2 separate regions of the Mus musculus genome follow, and region 2 is linked to region 1. Evidence: chromatin contacts called from public HiChIP or PLAC-seq data. All regions are on one chromosome and are shown on one strand. The core of a region is the stretch at or near the end of the contact, and the rest is flanking DNA. Distances in the headings are between cores, read along the strand shown. Region 1 holds the start of Arhgap18 (Rho GTPase activating protein 18). Region 2 overlaps Lama2 (laminin, alpha 2).

Region 1 (5,718 bases), core at 2,180-4,679:
ATATCTCGCTTACAAAATCATTCTTAACTAAGTATGGTGACCTTCTATATCTTAACCCTTGACAAAATGAGATTCCCAAACAACACAAAACTTAAGACTATCCTATGTGGCTTAAAGTATTAGGGGAACTGCCTGGAGACAGACTCTACCCCACAGGCTTTGCAAGGAAGACCTCCCAGCAAGGGGAAGACTACTATGAAGTCCAACTTACAGCAGAGAATTAATGTCTATGGTACACACTGCAAATGACTAGGAGAGCAAGAATGGAGCCATGTTGGACTTCCAACCTTGGGTTTCAGGGTTCCAATAACCCTTATACAATGAAAACCATGTTTGTTCAAGCAAGGCACCAAAGATCTCATTGTCCAATCTATTTTAAGCTATTAAAATTTTTAAAACAGAGTTAAGAGTTTTCAAAGACAGAAAATATACTAGAAATTAATATTAAAAGAAAATAAAAAATAGTTTTCCCCTTAAGATGATGCTAAAGTCAAAAGAACAGTGATATAGTTTTTTTCTTTTTTTTGAAAAATTGTTTTTCCTAAAGCAAATACTGAGATGCCTGCCTAAATACACAAGTAAGTAAATAAAGTCTTATAAATATAGCTGTCCATAAAAAGTGGTTTCCTTTGGAATCATTTGTATACAGTCAGCCAGAAAACTAATGTTAACATCTTCTTTCAAGTCCCTGTAGTTTAAGGAAAAAACACTGCAAAAAGAAAACATAAATCAGGATTCTCCAACTGGGAGGCTTCAAACAGGAGTGAGAGGAATTCTTCAATCTGGGATCCGGGAGTGAATTCTAATCGAGGTAATGTAATATAAGAAGTTCTATGATATCAGACTGCTCACCAAAGTATTAACTTCTCATCATCCTGAAAGGATGATTTGGCAAGAGAAAGTTAAAAATCAAAACATTTTCTATAAACATCTGAAATCATAAATATAACCCTTTATATTTTGCTGTTATATATAAAATATGAGTATATGCACATAACATATATATGTATATACATGTTATATATTATATACACATATAATTTAGAATAAATGAAATTCTTTGATAAACAAGGTCAGAATTTTGAGCTACCTCCCGCTACTTTTAAATAGATATGAGGACATGCAGGATCTAATTAGCCTCTTTATATGAGTTTCACTTCAGTTTTGTTTACAAAATAGGCATCAACAATCACTGAAATCTTGGAGCAACTTCGTAATGCTTAAACTACCAGCCAGCCAATCCACACATAGCCCCATCCATTATGGCCATCCTTAGGAGGTCACTACTAGCCCTATCTGTTCCACTGCTCAAATCCCCCCTCACTCCAGGAAGCCTTACTTCATGCCAACTCCAGTATCTTAACCTCTTCCAGGCTAAACAAGGAACCTCCCAAAGTTACACTGTGCTAGCTGATATGTTACTAAGCTTCAGGGTAAAAATTAATGAAGACTGCTTCCCCCTCCCCTCCTGCCTCAAACCAGTCTTTGACCTTCTCCCCACACCCCAGCATCACTACCTATCCCTCATGAAAAGGCAGTCCCAGAAAATGGTTGGTGAGCATTTTGGCGGCTAGCTGAAAGGTCTTTTACAGCCCATCTAGAGATGTGTCCTGACACATATCCAAGGCCTACTGCTCACCCTGTTTTCTCTGCCCACCTTGGCTCTGCTTCTGCAATAGCTGGAAACAACACAATACACACATTTGTTCCACCTGCTCAAGTCTAAACCTCCCACAACAAACTACAAACTTGCAAAGATGGATGGGAAAGAATGGCTACAGTTTCATGCACAAGCTTCCCCTAAGAGACTTTGCTACACCTGAGCGGGATTTCTGGAGTTTGAGTCTGAACAGTGGGATGAAGGTTGGGACCCAAAGTCCCAGCGCTTTTAATTCACTCTCACAACGGAGACCCAAGACTCAGCTCAGTCCTCAAGCCCACCCAGCCTGAAGCCAGTGACAAATGAAGAACTTGGGAGCTCACAGTTTGGGCTATTTTAACTGTCAGAAGGAAGACAAGCTAGGGCTGCTTACTGTTGGTTTGCTGTTGCTGGCTGCTTGCTGCTAAAAGATGAATATTTTACTGTCCTGCAGAAGCATGCATGGAAACGCTTGATAAATCTCAAAGGAAACAAAATGGTTACATGTGTAGCCCCAAAGCAACCACTCCCTTTGAACTTTGGAAATGAGTTTATCCAATGGCCTCCATACAGAGGGCAACAAGTAAGAAGCAAAGTTCCCCAGGCAAGGTCTAACCTTTCCTTTGATTTTTCACACGCCCCACGCGGTTAAGGATTTGGGAAACCAATGAAAGAAGGCATTCTTTTCTTTGGAAGGCACAGGCGTGAAGTACCCAGGAACAATAAAGTGTTCATTATCACCTTTAATATCAAGATGGAATTGGACTTACTGATAACTTTTTTTTTTCAATCTTCCAGGCCAATGTTTGCAATTTCTATCTAAGACTGGAGATTACTGGTTTCAGCTAGGGAGAAGGTCATTAAGGCGAGAAAGGAAGAGGCAGGGGAAAAACCAACCTTGAAAAACAGAACAAAGTACACAGAGAGGCAGAGAGGACTCTGCGACTCAATGGTCTATAGAACGTTTGCCCTATCTGCCTATAAAGTGATTTTACATTAACCACGCTCCTTCTACCAACAGAGTACTTACTGCCTGCTGACAAAAACTCCCCTTTGAAATCCCAAGAGTGCAGGGAGGGGTGTGTTTGGCTGTGCGAGTAATCTACACACACTGAAGAATGCGAACAGCACAGCCACAGGCCACTGACTTGGGCATTTTGCCCAAGCGGTCTGCTTTCAGAGAGAGGAGGAGGGTGCCACTCTCAAAACAGCAAGAAGAGTGACCAGCCTCCCTGCTATTTGGCAGACTTTCCCAGCTAACAGTTCCAGCGGCGTTTTGAGCCCATTCAAGAATTCCATCTCCCAGAGAGTGTTTCCGATACAGTCATTTGATCAGTCAGTATTTGCACATGCACCTGCTAAGCAACTGGTCGGAGCGCCACAGAGTCACCTCCCACACACCCCCGCCCCCGACTCCCCCCATCCTCCACTGGTAACCAGAAGGGCTCTTGCACTCGAGTAAATGAGATGCAAAGAACTAGCCAACCGCCTATGTTGCAGCGTCAGGTCAGGCTTCAAGTACAGAGGTGATTCTCTCCGCTCTTGACAACTTCCCTGTCACTTTGTTCCTTGGGCAGGTAGAGGGTTTTTGTTTTTCCTCCTTACCTGGAGGTGGCTTCGTCGCCTCCCTTTACATGGCTGTCCCCAGCGACCTGGTCCTTGCCGCTGGGGTGGTAAGCAGTTAGCACAACTCCCGAGGAACTCGATAGCCAGTTCATGGTGAGAGAAGGGGCATAATTTCTGGGATTCTGACACAGAGGGGAATGAAGTTCCTGTCTCGCCTGACCAACTTGCTCATTAGCAAGGGCCAGCCCCTCCCCTGTCCGGGCCAGCGATTCACAGGGAGAGAGGCGTGGCCTCTCCCGCAGAGCTTCCTGGCCCTGCAGTTACAGGCTGTGTGTGACTCACAGCTTTGTTTAAACCCGGCAATCCCAGGCTGCAGCAGCCGCCGCTGCAGCAGCAGCAGTTGTTAAGGGGGCCTGAGGAAACCGTGGTTAGGACAGAGTCTTTTCCCTTCCCCATGTGTTACTACTACCTGATTATTTCTGCTGCTTCGCATCACTCAAGGAAGGCATTCCTTAACCCCTTCAGGCATTCGACATTCACCACAGCCAAACCAAGAAGCCCAATCAAAGGTCACAATGCCATCTGGCCCACCAGAAAGGCTTTGCTTTCCGCTACAAAATATACTGTGTTATTGTGTGCCCTGCAATATCAAGCACACCTTTTTTTTTTTTTTTTTTTTTTTTTTTTTTTTTTTTTTTTTTTAATCAAACACTATTTGGGAAAAATAAACTTTAAACTGTCTACCTAATGCCTGTTAAAAGTTAACAGTCAGCTGGGCTTGGTAGCGCAGGCCTTTAATCCCAGCAGAGGCAGGCAGATTTTTGAGTTCGAGGCCAGCCTGGTCTACAGAGTTTTAGGACAGCCAGGGCTATACAGAGAAACCCTGTCTCGAAAAACCAAAAAAAAAAAAAAAAAGTTAATAGTCAAAATAAGAAGTTCCAACATTTGCTGAGAACCTATTACTTTCCAGTGGTGGGGTTGGGGGTATGCCCAAGAATACTCCAGCTTGTGCCAGACACAGATACACACACACACACACACACACACACACACACACACACACACAGAGAGAGAGAGAGAGAGAGAGAGAGAGAGAGAGAGAGAGAGAGAATATTATTAGAAAGAGTATAGCCAGTGGACAGGTGAAATATCTTGACCAAAATAAGATAGTAAGTGCCAGGAGATGCCCACCTAGATACCGCCTTGTTTAGTCAACTGAAAAAAGCAAGTTCAAACATCAGTTTTAAAAAATCATTTTCTGGGTTTCCTAGTCCTAAAAATTAAAAACAAAAATTCTTGCTCTTTGATATATGTGACAATCTCAATTGAAACATTTTGCTTGATATATATTTTATTATTTTACACACACACACACACAGAGACACACACACAACACACATTTAGATGAAATAGCCCTGGCTGGCCTGGAACTTTCTGTGTAGACCAGGCTGGTCTCAAACCATAGATTTTCCTATTTCTGTCCCCAAGTGCTATTCTTAGAACCATACCTTGCTGCTGCTGCTGCTGCTGCTGCTGCTGCTGTTGTTGTTGGGCTGGTTACTGATTTGCATGTTTGTGTGTCCCTCCAAGTGTTTGCTACAAATGTTCTGGTGCCCCAGAGGCTAGGGGAGACTGTCTGATTCCTCAGAGATGGAGTTATAAAGAAGTTGAAAGCTGCCCATCATAGTGCTAGGAACCAAATTCAGGTCATCTGGAAAAATAGCATATGCTTTTAACTACTGAGCCATCTTTCTAGCCCTGACTTTAGCCTTGAACTTGCTACCCAGTTGAGAACATTAAATTTGGGGATTCTCTGGACAAGTATATGCCAGTAGTCCTGCCAATTGCAACTGTGACTGTCAGTCTGTATGGGAGTGGGTGGGGAGACTGAACCCAGGCAAGGAAGCAACCAAAGGGTCTGAATCCCCAGTCACTAACTGAAATTCTTGCTTACCTTTGTGGTCACTCTTGGTTAACCGAGATAAAACTCCTCGATGCTTCTGATTTTGCCATTCTACACATATCTGGTTTATATTTTTCATTATTTAAGACTGAGAGATAACGTCATTCATATTTAAAATACCCATTGTCAGCTGGGTATGGTGATACATACCTTTAATCCCAGCACTGGGAGGCAAAGGCAGGTGCATCCAAGTTCAAGACCAGTCTGGGCCACACAGAGACCCTGTCTCAAAACAAACAAAAATAGACAACAACTACATAATATATCCACTGTCTTACTTGTGAAACATCAAGATCAAAAGCAACAAGGTGAGAAAAGGGTTCACTTGGATTACATATCCACATCAGGGAAACTGAGGCGGGAACTTAAACTGGGCAAGAACCTTGAGACAGGAGCTAATGCAGAGGCTGGGGAGAGTTACTACTTCCTGGCTCGCTCCATCTGATCTATTATAGAACCCAGGGCCACAGCTTAGGGATGGCACTGCCCACAATGGGCTGGGTCCTCCCCCATCAACCGCTGATTAAGAAAACGCCCTGCAGGGTTGCCT
Region 2 (5,718 bases), core at 1,862-4,361, 220 kb before region 1:
GTAATCAATATTCTTATGATGATATAAATTTCAATGAGTGTGGTATTGAAACTTTGAAAAGTGGTACTTTATTTTTATGATATTTATCTTCACTTATGTACATTATTAGGGACATTTTTATCCCCGTCTTTACAAAAAGAAATGCATAGAGTCATCAATTAACAACTGGAAGGCTGTGGTCAAGTTGGGTGATTTCCCCCTGGGGTACTGCTGAGATCTGCTACATAGGTGCTTCCAACAAATGCAACAACTAGTTAACTCCTAATTAGTAATCATGTTTGGTCAAGCAAAACCTCTTGGACCTTCTCATCAGTAGTTCTCCATCTTTGTGTGTTTGTTTGTTTGGGATGGGATAGAGAAGGCCATTAGTGGCCTTTATTGAACACTTCATTTTTCCCTGTGAAATGAATAACTCAATTTATGCCTAGTACATTGTTAGCCATCCAAAGTTAGACAGCGCTTCCCTCATATTATCTTATCTGACAGTGCCAGAACCTAGCCAGCATCCCCCTTGTCCTTCTCTCTTATGATACAACTCATTTGTGTCTAGGATATCCCTGTATATTCTAAACAATTTCCTCTAAGGGGTCCCTCAAGCACATCACTCTAGCTTCTGAAGAGCACAGTTTTCAAAAATATGGAGACTTTTTTTTTTTTTTAAAGATTTATTTATTTATTATTATATGTAGTAAGCACACTGTAGCTGTCTTCAGATGCACCAGAAGAGGGCGTCAAATCTCATCCCGGGTGGTTGTGAACCACCATGTGGTTGCTGGGAATTGAACTCAGGACCTTCGGAAGAGCAGTCAGTGCTCTTACCCGCTGAGCCACCTCTCCAGCCCCAATGGAGACTTTTACAAATGAGTTTTCTTGGAGCCTCATATTCTAATTCTGGTTTTCATTTTCTCCTAGCAAGATGATTTGTTTTCAAAAACATAGCATTGCACTTAGTAGCTAAGCCAAGGGCTTGAGGAGAAGGTTAACCTCTTGATCAGGAAGAACCACATCGCTGGCAGAAGAGATCTTGGACATCCTAGCTCCTCTTTGCTTATGGTTTAATGTCTATGAATATTTGCTTGCATGTATGTATGTATGAGCACCACATGACACACGCAGCATTCAAAAAAATGTACTAGATCCGTTAGAACTGGAGGTAAGGACAGTTGTGAGTCATCATATGGATGCTGGAAATTGAACACAGGGTCCTCTGCAAGAAGAATAATGTTGTTCTAATCCATCTCTCCAGCACATAAGTGACCCCATAAGAGAAATTACAAAACGGTCTTGGATTATACTCACAAATAATAGAGCACCAAGCCACACCTGAATTGCCCCCCCCACATTGAATTAATTGAAGACTGTAGGGTCAGAATCATAGTTTTAGAACTTTCCAACTTCATGAAATTGTTTAAGACAGAGTCTTACTGTGTAGACCACACTGGTCTGAGACTCATAGGAGATTCACTAGCCTCTGCCTCTCAAGTGTTGAAGTTCAAGGCCTGTGCTACCATACCAAGCAGAATTTTAAAGATTCAGCTCCTATTTCATAATGATACATATTATCCAATTTAATTTGATTTACGTTTTCTCTTTGGGGGAAAAAAGGAGCCTTCTTTCTAAATGTGAATAAAAGTTAAGACAAAAAGTTACCTTAGTATTTTATTTTATAAAATATAATCATTGAGTGCGGAATATATGTAAGATTTATATCTTCATGGCAAACTAGGAAGGAACAGAGAAGGAGGAAGAGACCACCTGCCATTGATAGATGAGCTATGTAGGTGATATCCTGCTCCTGAAGTGATCCAACTAGCTTTGATGATCATTAGGTGAGGAATTACATACTGTCCATAAAACAGCTAGAAGCATGTCTAGCCTGTGGTGACAACCATCATGCTATCTCCTTTTGTGAGAACTAGGTGATGGAGACTTTCACACTTTCAGGGTAAACATAAGTACTGGGGGCGGGGGAGGGGGCAGATACTGAAATGTGTTCTCTTTGTAAGCAATTTCAAACTCAGGCATGAAATGCTTCTTAGATCTTGTTTTCAACATTTCAAGTTGGAATTTTTAAAATCATCACAGGTTCATCTTGGTGATGGTAACTTCTACCTACAAGCCCCATATTTCCTGACTGACAGGAGTTGTCTTTCTTGCCCACTTGTTCCTTCCTCACACTCTTCACCCCTAACTTTGCCAGCAGCTTATAATGTAAAGAAAGCATTCACTATGCTTCAGGCTAATTGAAGAGTATCCTGGGAAAAGGCCTGTGAAATGGATATGTCAATTCTGTGGTTATATGTGGTCTACCATCCTAGATTAGACTGTATTTTCTCCATGTTATCTTATCTCACAGAACTGGAGTCTAGTAGTCCCTTGTACTATCTCCCTGATTATTTAGCCCATTACTATCTGGGGAGAAAGACATCCCTGCTTATTATGTTTGTGGATATTACTCATCTACAATGATGGGGATGGAGTTGATAAGCATCTGGGCTTATCAATGCAGAAATGCATCAATATGTTCACATGGGATGAGTGGCTGCAGCATTGACTCCAAGCCTTTTTTTGATAAGCACAGTCCACAGGGATTGGCATACGACAAGTTGGTTGCATTTCTTTTATGTGAATCTTGCTGGAAAGTTGAATGTGGCACTTTCAGATTCTGGTAGAAATGAAGAGTTCAGATAAGGTTCTTAGAAAATTGAAGAGATGTGAGCTGAGAAGAAAAAAAAAAAGCAAAGCAAGAGAGAATGGTTCCTGCAGCAACGGGAGTGCCAGTATGCTAAAAGCTATAGATAGTCGAAGCCATAGGATAAGTCAGCCTTGGGCACTGACATGTATTGAAAGGGAAAACATATTCTCCACACCCCAGGTGGGGCCGTCTTATGACAAATCCCTGTAAATGACCAGTTCCACCAAGGAGCTCACATCCAAGGAGTTCACATGATTCAGTGAACAGCAGCAGGCATTGTATGCATCAGGACATCAAAGTCAGTGCTGAAAAAGTACCTATTTAGTATTCACCCACAAAGATCACCGAAGGAAAGCATCAGATGGGACTTTAGCCCACACTTATTAACGGGATCATTGACTCATGAAGGAAGGAAATTACACAATTTTTAGCATGACTCATCACTTGCTGCTCGTTTTGATAAATGCCGTTGGAATCTCTGCTCTACAGCTATCTAAACTCAAAGTCCACTTACCAAGAAATCATACATTGCTTTGAATTTGTTAATGAATTTACAAGTGTCAGCACTGCACCGGAATTAGAAATGACCACTGACCTGAACTTTTAACAGAGTGGGAAGGTTTGCTAGGACAACTGACCCCTCTCCTTGTGACTGTGACTGCAAGGAGCATGGCTTCCTTTCCAGCTACTTCAGTGACAAATACACTACTCTAGTAGGCTCCCCATATCCCTGTGTGCCTCAGAATTGTCACCTGCAAAGCAGAAACAAGCCATCCTGTCCTTTATCCCCTTTCCCCTGTGTGCTACATGTATTATGAAGCATCACCACCAGATGGCGGAAGTGTAACATGTTGAGATTGATTGAGGCTGGGTGTTTTTTTTTTTTAATTACTATTATTGCTGCTGTTATTGCTGTTTTAGCATTTTTCAGAGATTATTGTTTCCAAAACATAGGAAAAGCATGTCCTTGGGCCTAGAAGTGACGCGTATCCCTTACACCATGTTCCTCTTGTGTATATGAGTATGCTATATAATGACATAGGAGTCGAAGGACCTATGCTAAATCCTCTCTCCTCCAACTGAATGTGTTTATGAAATGACTGTCTAGAAAATCTGATAATATGTTCAAGGTGTGGGGGACTGCTGCTCAGCTGTGGCTCTGTTCAATAACTCTCCAGCTTACCAACAGTCATGTTGGCGCTGTATTGTGGAATGTCACATGACATTCCACAATACAGCGCCAATAAAACGCCCGTTATTCACAACTGCCATCTGTCCATTCTAGTAGCCATATTAAAATATGGCTTATATTAGCATATTATCTTAGCATATTATTTGGTGAATGACCAAGTGACTGTGGCAGCACTAACAGCAACATTACCCACAGGTAGATTTCTTCAGCCTGCACATTATTGTTCCGTAAGTCCATGGCATCCATTGATGTTATTAGTGTCTGTTTTCAGAGGTAAACATTTAGAGATGTTTTGGTGAAATTCTGTCCACAAGAACTCACAACATATGGAATCCTCTTGGAGAATTCTAAGGAAGGCTGCATACTACAGTATTTGCAAGAATGATTCTTGCTCTATTAATAGCCTTTTCGGGCCAGGACATTAAGTCACCATTTGAGCTTCTTTTGTTGGCCATGTAATAGCAAAGGCATTGCTGTGTGTTGTGAATAGATTATCCTGCCCTGCCCACTGGGCTTTTACATAGATGTATGAATTTCAGCCAGTCTTCTTTTTATAAATGACCATCTCCTGGGAGGCAAAAAAGTAACTACCTCCATAAAGACCAATTTTATAGCTTTCCTGAAACACTTTTAAGCCCTTTTGCCTGCTGTGGCATAATATAGGTCGCTTTTGACCAAGCTCAAGAGAAGAGAGAATGAGGCTTTTTCTCACATAAAGATGTCCCGAGTGCTGATAAGTCATGTCTGAGGTACTCTGTTGGAGAACACTCCTCACAAAAGCTTGCCCTAGGCTGTTTGAGAGGACCTACCTAGTCAGCACTGGCTGGGTCTGCCTCCCTCCCGAAGCCATTAAACTCAGATCTGAAAAGCTGATGAGTTCGTGCAAGGGTGCATGTTATTGTTATGAATTCTCACACACCCCAGGCTCTAAACAACTTCATCAGCCACCTGTACATCAAGCTAGCCTGTGAAAACAGAGAGTGTGGAGAAGGCTTGCGGCTTTGTCATTTGAAAAACCTTATTTCCTGAGCCATGCATTATAATCCAAGTCGCCAGGACTGGTTATGTGATTGGTGAGGCCATGTGCAAAGGGAAAATGCAGGGCCACTTCATCAAACATTATTATGAATTTCCAGGTGGTGACAGCATAGCATTAGAGCAAGTGACTGCACATCTGTGTACCTAGCTGTCTCGCTCAAGCACCCTAGGAAGCTGATCTTTGAACAGCAGCAGGGGAAATGGTGTATGGTGGGTTGCATTAAAAAAAAAAAAAAAAAAAAAAAAAAAAAGCCCACACGTGCAGGTTGCCTAGCAACTAGCTAAGGCCCTGAGTGGGCTGACTTGCAGGTTGCCATCTTGAAATTCTGAATTTACAGCAACCTTCTAGTGGGCTGATAATTTCCAAGGAAAAATACTATAGTGGGAAATGGAAATGGGGAGATGAGGGGGAACACATTTTTCTATTCTTATAATCCAAGTAGCTAGCCCATAGTTCTCCCTGGTCCATCTTCTAAAAAGAAAACCCCTCATTGGTGAAATAAATGTGGAAAAGGAATTGCAGCTTCCCCAGAAATATAAGCAATGTTTTCCCTAGAGAGTAAGGAAAATATAAATGTATCCATACATTTTTTAACACATTCCTTTAGCAATCCCAAGGCATTACTAAGGAAAACTAGTTTGAATTCACTGAGCATTTCATAAGTACCTGTCCTGAATATTACAGAAATAAATAAGAGGTGGGTTTTAGTGTTAGGGAATTCTGCATTGTTCAAGGTCAGGAAGGGAATACATTAAATACACTCCAACAGCAACATTGTCCGTGTATCTGGCC

The links. HiChIP or PLAC-seq counts read pairs in DNA pulled down with a chosen protein or histone mark.
Region 2: a FOXA1 HiChIP or PLAC-seq map of pancreatic cancer cells shows a contact between it and region 1. The contact joins the enhancer-like site here to the promoter of Arhgap18 in region 1. A contact is called at or near these places in 5 of 39 promoter capture datasets (the 3T3-L1 cell line, the C10 cell line, embryonic stem cells and 1 more), 6 of 484 Hi-C or Micro-C datasets (the Patski cell line, cortical neurons, embryonic fibroblasts and 3 more), 1 of 115 datasets of contacts at active chromatin or transcription factors (pancreatic cancer cells) and 1 of 9 other capture datasets (liver).

What each region holds. Positions count from the first base shown.
Region 1 is chr10:26,770,223-26,775,940 of GRCm38.p6, reverse strand. Arhgap18 (Rho GTPase activating protein 18) reads right to left here and starts at 3,429. Exons shown (of 15, transcript NM_176837.2): 1 at 3,245-3,429. The coding sequence starts at 3,357.
Region 2 is chr10:26,993,549-26,999,266 of GRCm38.p6, reverse strand. All of the region lies in intron 58 of Lama2 (laminin, alpha 2), which reads left to right. Among named protein-coding and RNA genes, the nearest start is that of Gm40618, 14 kb to the right of the region's middle. Within about 2 kb of position 3,111, at least 78 of the 459 cell types and tissues checked have an H3K27ac peak or open chromatin away from gene starts, as enhancers often do. A contact at or near this core is called in embryonic fibroblasts and pancreatic cancer cells, where this site is marked.